2 separate regions of the Mus musculus genome follow, and region 2 is linked to region 1. The links are chromatin contacts, called in public promoter capture Hi-C maps. All regions are on one chromosome and are shown on one strand. The core of a region is the stretch at or near the end of the contact, and the rest is flanking DNA. Distances in the headings are between cores, read along the strand shown.

What was found. Capture Hi-C pulls out chosen DNA fragments and counts their contacts.
Region 2: a promoter capture Hi-C map of pancreatic islet shows a contact between it and region 1. The contact joins the promoter of C130080G10Rik here to the promoter of Scg5 in region 1. A contact is called at or near these places in 2 of 39 promoter capture datasets (the C10 cell line and neural stem cells), 1 of 115 datasets of contacts at active chromatin or transcription factors (embryonic stem cells) and 1 of 9 other capture datasets (pancreatic islet).

Annotation. Positions count from the first base shown.
Region 1 is chr2:113,827,641-113,830,907 of GRCm38.p6, forward strand. It overlaps Scg5 (secretogranin V), which reads right to left and starts at 1,451. Exons shown (of 6, transcript NM_009162.3): 1 at 1,359-1,451.
Region 2 is chr2:114,052,778-114,056,044 of GRCm38.p6, forward strand. C130080G10Rik (RIKEN cDNA C130080G10 gene) reads left to right here and starts at 1,619. Exons shown (of 3, transcript NR_028422.1): 1 at 1,619-2,589. It overlaps Actc1 (actin, alpha, cardiac muscle 1), which reads right to left and starts at 98. Exons shown (of 7, transcript NM_009608.4): 1 at 1-98.

The DNA.
Region 1 (3,267 bases), core at 201-2,700:
AACTATGACTCACAAGTTGAGGCTGAAGGACCACCCTGAAAGGAGACTCAAATGAAAAATTCCTAGAGGTTTGCTTTGTGTCCAAGCCAGGTAGGAAACCGCTGTGTGAAGGAAATAAGAAGACAGAAGAGTCTAGGATAAACTAGTCCCTCTAACTTGACACCTGAGGATTCTAAGGACAGGAATATGTTCTCACATCTATGGTCTGTGATCCTTGCAATCTAAGCACTTTTGGATTTGAGATAGGGAGGGTGGTAATTTTTAAGATCTCCTAGTTTAAGGAAAGAAAGGAATAACAAAAGGGAGTTAGGGAGACCCAAACAGTAAAAAACAAACAGACAATCAAAAAACATCCCAGAGAAAGGTCTGGAGTAGTGGCCGAGGGTGTTTGAACTTAGCAGACCAGCAGGCAATAGGTGAAGATCCCGAGCAGAGAGGTACGCCAACTCCTATCCTGCTCTGTGATGAGGGAAGCAAGCAACATGAGACGCTTGACTGCATACCAGCTAGGTCTTCCTGGGCAAGTTCCTCAGCCTCCTTTTCTACAGACCAAGGATAGCAACAATCTATCTTATAGAGTTACTGTGAAGATAAAGATCAAAATCATGTAAGGAGCATGGAGCAAAGCCAGGTACCTAGTAAGCCCCCTGCACGTCTAGCCCCTTGATGGTAATAAGCGGTTCTGGGAGTTAAGGTTTGCGGAGGCAGAAGCAGCAGGGAGAGGAAAGACAGTGACATGGTGGGGGATAAATCTGCCTTACATGTTGGTGTCCGTAGAAGCCACGGGAAGCTGAACAAGGAAACAGTTTTCACACAGCTTCCCTGGCAGCTGCTCGTTCAGGATGGGTGCTTCAGGCCATAGTCAGATAAACCCTTTTGAGCATTCACACGGGAATAGGGAATAAAAAGGTAGGGAACAAGCCAAATATCTTCCCTAAAACAAATACTTCATTTTATCTGTCTGCAGCTAACGGCCTTTCCTTGCAACTCACAGACATTAAAACCATGCTCTTCAAAGAGCCAAGGACCGCTATTTTAACAGCACAATCTACCGCTGTGATAAAAGGGCTGGATGCGGGCACCAGGCTCCATCATCTCCATCTTTCTTCATGAACTCCGAATACAGGATGTTTTCTTTACTGGCTAGCCCACGGATGAACTACCCAATCGCTGCTCTCGGAACTCCACCCCCACCCCTTATTTATAACCACCCCCTGTAATCCCCGCATCCATCCTTTGTCTGACCCCAGCTAGGGTTTCTGAAGGGCATGCTCCCCCACACCCAAGGAACCCAAGCACTCCCGCTTTCAGCTGAACGACAAGTCGGACCGCATCACCTGCATCACTGCGGAACTCACCGTGTGGCCGCGGGCGAGCTTCTTGCAATCTAGGCCAAAACAGGGAGCTGACGTGCTGGATAGCTCCTGCGTCACCTCCCTCCGAAACCTCGGTCCACCCAGGCCCCGCCCACAGCAGGTGGAAGAGGCCTTCCCAGAATTCCTGGAAGGCATTGCAGGCGCCTGCGTCTCAGGCCTGGAATGTTGCTCAGCTCCAACTGAAGCAGTCTCTGTGTCTCTTGGCTGTTTCTAGGGTGCCCCCTTTCTCCATCGACCCCTATGAACGTCATTTACCTCCTTTATCAGTCTCAAGCAATTGCCACAAGTAGATGGCATCTTTAATTGACATCCTCTAGATTTTAGAATTACCATACAAATGGGTTTCATGCTGGAATGTTCATACTCTCTTCTAGTACTTTTCCTTTCCTACCCCCGCACTTAAGCCCTGGTGACAGTGCTACCCTCCCTTAAGGCCCCAGGGGACCCGGAGGCTCTGAGCATTGCTTCATAAGTTCACTAAGAGGTGAACGTGCAGGACACTTTCGGGGCATGCAGAACTTACCTAAACAGACCTGGAACTTCTATTTTGTGATACCAACGGTGGGACCCAGGATCTTAGGAGATTCCTGGCCCTAAAAGTAACAGTACAAATGCTGCAAAGCCTTCATCAAGAAACTTGTGGTAAACAGCAAGTTCCAGGATGTGGTTAGAATTCAGATTTTCTTTTTTCTTACTGCAGCTAGAAGCAGCAAACCCACTGACATTTTACTGTAATGAATAGAAGCTGGAAGACTTGTCAGCCAGAAGTTTGTGTGAAAAGCCAGACATCTAGTGCCTTTGGTTCCCTGGATGCTTTCTGTTTCAGTCAAGATAATAAACACTCTCCTGGATTCAGGTACACAATACCTACTACTAATGAATACTGTTTACTCTCAAGTTGACTTCAACATAGCTCAGTTATATTCAACTTAATATTGGAAAAATAGGTTGCTGGCTGTGTAGTTGACAGAAACATACAAAAACTGTACGATTCATGTTGTACTTATTAGACAGGGTGTGAAGACCTTTTATTGCTGACAAAATGCAGATGGAAAGGACATTTTTATAAAATTTTGGTTCACAACTTTTGAGATTTCAGTACATGACGGTGGGAGCTCATGGAGGGTCAGGATAAAGAGCAGAGCATACAAGGTCCCCCAGTGACACACTTACTCCTAATGGTTCTACAACTGCTACAGTGCCACTAGCTAGGAACAAAGCATTCAGCTTGAGCCCCTGGGCAACAGTTCACATGCAAGCTTGAGGAGTGCATGGGTCTTACCATGGCTGATCTCAAAAGAGCCTACATACCTCAGCCTCCAGAATAGGTAAGATTACAGGCATGTGCCAGTACACTTGACTAAAACCTGGTATTTTTAAAATAAAATATGAATCATATATATCCTATACTTGTTTCTCAAAACCCTACAGTAAGTTCTTAGTGACCGTAGAATGTAACCCAGAAACCCACTAACTTTAGTGCTTTGTGTATTAAAATCTACTGCTTATTTATGAGAACACCCAAATACTAGTTTCTTACACTTAAAAAAATGAGAATAACTCTTGAAGTTACTGTACACTTTTAACTTCAGAAAGCAAAAATGTATATACTGTCTGACCTTTAGCCCATGAAATTAGCAACAATCTTCATTTTTGAATAAGATAAGAAATACAAAAATGAAACCACATTTTAAAACTTTCTCACCTCCCAAATAAGAAATGTGGAATCTTAAAGAGTTAAACAACTCATTCCTCAATCTTAAATTGTAGATTCCCCACCACCACCACACACCTCTATCTTCTGAGTGCATCTGCACCATGCTCTGCTCAGGCATTAAACACCCACTGAAATCATAGGAGGCTTTCTTAATACACAGGAAAACTTAGCTCA
Region 2 (3,267 bases), core at 369-2,868, 230 kb after region 1:
GGATTCAGCTGGGCTGGCGCTGGTGGCAGGCACTGGGTGTCAGTCGCCTGGAGCGCAGCTTTATAGCTCTCTGATGGACGGGGTCAGTTGGAGCAGCCGGGGGCAGGGGTGGGGGGCCCCTGATCTGCCACCTTGCCTTATTTGGTCGCCTTAGCACCATCTAGGACCGCTGAGGCCATTCTTGGAGCCAAGGGCAGGGTAGAGGATCAGCCAGGGGGCTCCCAGACCATGTAAGGAAGGGGAGGGGGCAGTCAGAGCAATGGCCATATAGGGAGCTAGGGAGGGGCAGGCCAGCAAGGGGTGGGGGACGGGGAAAGGCTATGTGATGCCAATGCGCCCCTTGGGGTGGGGGAGCTCCCTAGTTGTGGAGTGGGCTTATTGCTCTTCAGCCCTTCCAAACTAAGGGACAATGAGTCACACACACACACACACACACACACACACACACACACACACACACACACACACACAATGCCGGAAGACTTGGCGCCCTGCCCTTGGAGAAGGGTCCTGACAGCTGGGCTGGGGCTGCAGGGGACAGACAGCAGCTTCTCATCTTCCAGTACTGGGAGACAGAGGAGCAGAGTCATAGGCACAAAGAGCAGCTTGACAGGATATTTGAGTACCTGGATGCAAAAGGGGCACCTGGGTAGTGCATCTTCTGGTCTCCTTTAGCCTGAGCTGGGACTATGCTCATCTAGATGGGAAAGCCAGAATTCACCAGTCTCGGACCCACTGCAGACATGGTCTTGAGTTGGCAGAGAAGAAGCTGAGAAGGGTTGTCTGAGGGTCTAGCCAAGTCCAGCCCAGAGGCCAAATAGTTCTCATCCACTCTGTAAGAGTTTTGCTCAAAATCAGATTTCAGTCTATGAGCCACCACCGGGTCTTCAGATGCTAAAATAAATGGAGGCACTGATACCAAAAATATCTCAGTTACTTGCTGGCAGATAGATGGGCATCTTTTAAACAGGCTTTGATAAAGTTCTTCATCCCAGGTAATGACCCACCTTAAAAAGCAAATGTTTTTGTGGAGAAGTTCATAGCCACTTAGGATAAGAGAATTTACCAACCCTCCTACACGAAGCGTGGACCATAGATAAACAGCATCTTCATAACTTGAGTGATTTAGAAATACAGTATCCCTGACCCCGCCCCAGAGTCAGATCTACTGTATGGCAAGATAAGATGTCCATGATTAGCATTGAAAGTGTGAGAAGCATTGCTACAAACGGGAGTCATCTCCTTCGTGGAGAACACTTTGAAGGAACTTTGCATTTTTTTTTTTTTCAGAATGAAACAGAAAGATAGCAGTGAAGAGAGGGGGAAGGAACAGGAGAGAAAAGGACACAGGTCACTAGCTTGCCCTGGGGTGCCCTGTATTCTTGGTTCTTGACTAGTGCTTGGACTTCTAATGCTGTGCTTTTCCTTCAGTTCACACCAGTTAAAAATAGAAAACTGGGCACCGGCATCTCTGTCTAGAGTGGGCTTGGATTGATATGCTGAGCAGGACTGCTGATTAGATACTTCAGGGGCCGGGCAGTGCTGGGTCCTCCCCTCAGAGCTTCTCAACCATGTTTGGGATGGTCTAGGGATGAAACTGCTGGACAGCTGAGCCATGGAGACTGGGGAGAGGCCTGCCTGGCTGAGACCAAGCCCTGCTGTACCATCTGCATTTGACAGTGAGGATGCCCATTGACAGGAAGCAGACGTAGAGAAAAGGAGAATCAGAATGATCGACAGGCTTCAAATCCTACCTCTAACACTTAACTACGTTCCGCACGTTTGGTCTCGGGCAGGCCAGTTAACTCATCAAGACCCCATTTTCACCCCCCTGAAAAGTGGCATAGTAACTCAGTTCTATTGAGTTACTGAGGACTGGCCCACAAAGAGACAAGCAATGTAAGTCAGACGCAAGACAGACTGAACCTGCTCTGTCACCATTCGATACTTTTAGAGGTGGGATTAGCTTTCTGTTTGGAAAAATTGGGTCACTACCATTCATTCCTCCATTCAACAATGTTCTATTGATTATGAAGCAGAGTTCAGTGGTAACTAGCACACAACAGGATTTATCCTCAGTGGTAATTGTGGAAGTCAGAGACGTGGAACATCCTTGGAAGGGAGAGGTGGTTTCACTGGGTTATTTAGAAATGGGCCAGAAAGCATCTAAATGGAGTTTCACAGATAGCCTTTTTTGAAATATCATTTAAGTTTTTGTTTTATTTATTTTTTTTTTTGGCATCATTGAAATATATTCATATAGGCCAGGATAAGCCCCCCTACAAAATGGGTAACAGAAGATGACCTTGAACTCCTGACATCCCAATTTCTACCTCCTGAGCGCTGAGACTGTAGGTGGCCTAATTGTTTCTAAAGTAGAATGGATCTGAAGTTCCTGAACTTGCGTGCAAGCGTTTGACAGAGGCTGATGAGAGATTCCTGTCACTGTGTGTGTGCCGAAGTTCTCTGGAACTGGGACCGGTGATATTGATCTGACCCTCTGCAGTGTTCCGAGGGCTTGCTTACCCACTCCAAGTCTGTGAGTCCTAATGAAGCAGAGCTAAGTCCGCTGAAGACCACCTTTGGGAGGTAATACGCATCCTTGAGACATTTTTAAAACTATGTTTTATGGTCCATTGAGTATATTTTAATTTTTTAAAAAATATTTATTGTTATTAGTGTCTCTGGAGGGAGGAGGCGTTGGTGTCAGAGTATGGGAGAAAGTTGAGAGACCCACTTGGTTCATCTGGTTTTCTCTTCGGCCTTCACATGAACCTTAGAGATTGATCTCAGGCCATCTGTCTTGCACAGTTCACTTTTACCTGCCGAGAATTATTATCAGACCTCAACTAGTCTTTTAACACTTAAAGCAACATATATTTTCATGTTGTTATATTTATACTAAAAAGGAATACTTTTTCTCAAAGGTTTATGACAACTGCATTCAAAGCTCTTCTTCTAACTTTGAAATATAGTATGCATCGTCTACAGTTACCCTACTGTGCAACAACACACAAGGACTTATTGTTGTCTAACTGTAGGAGTCCTGAGTCTCTCCAGCCTCTAGTAACTACCTGCTTCTATGAGATCAGCCTTTCCAGAGTCCACACGAGTTAGAACATGTGGAATTTGTCTTTCTATGTCTGGTTTATTTCACCTTAACTTAATAATCTAGATCTGATTCCATCCACGTTATGGTAAATGACAGAATCTCTCTCTCTCTCTCTCTCTCTCTCTCTGTGTGTGTGTGTGTGTGTGTGTGTGTTG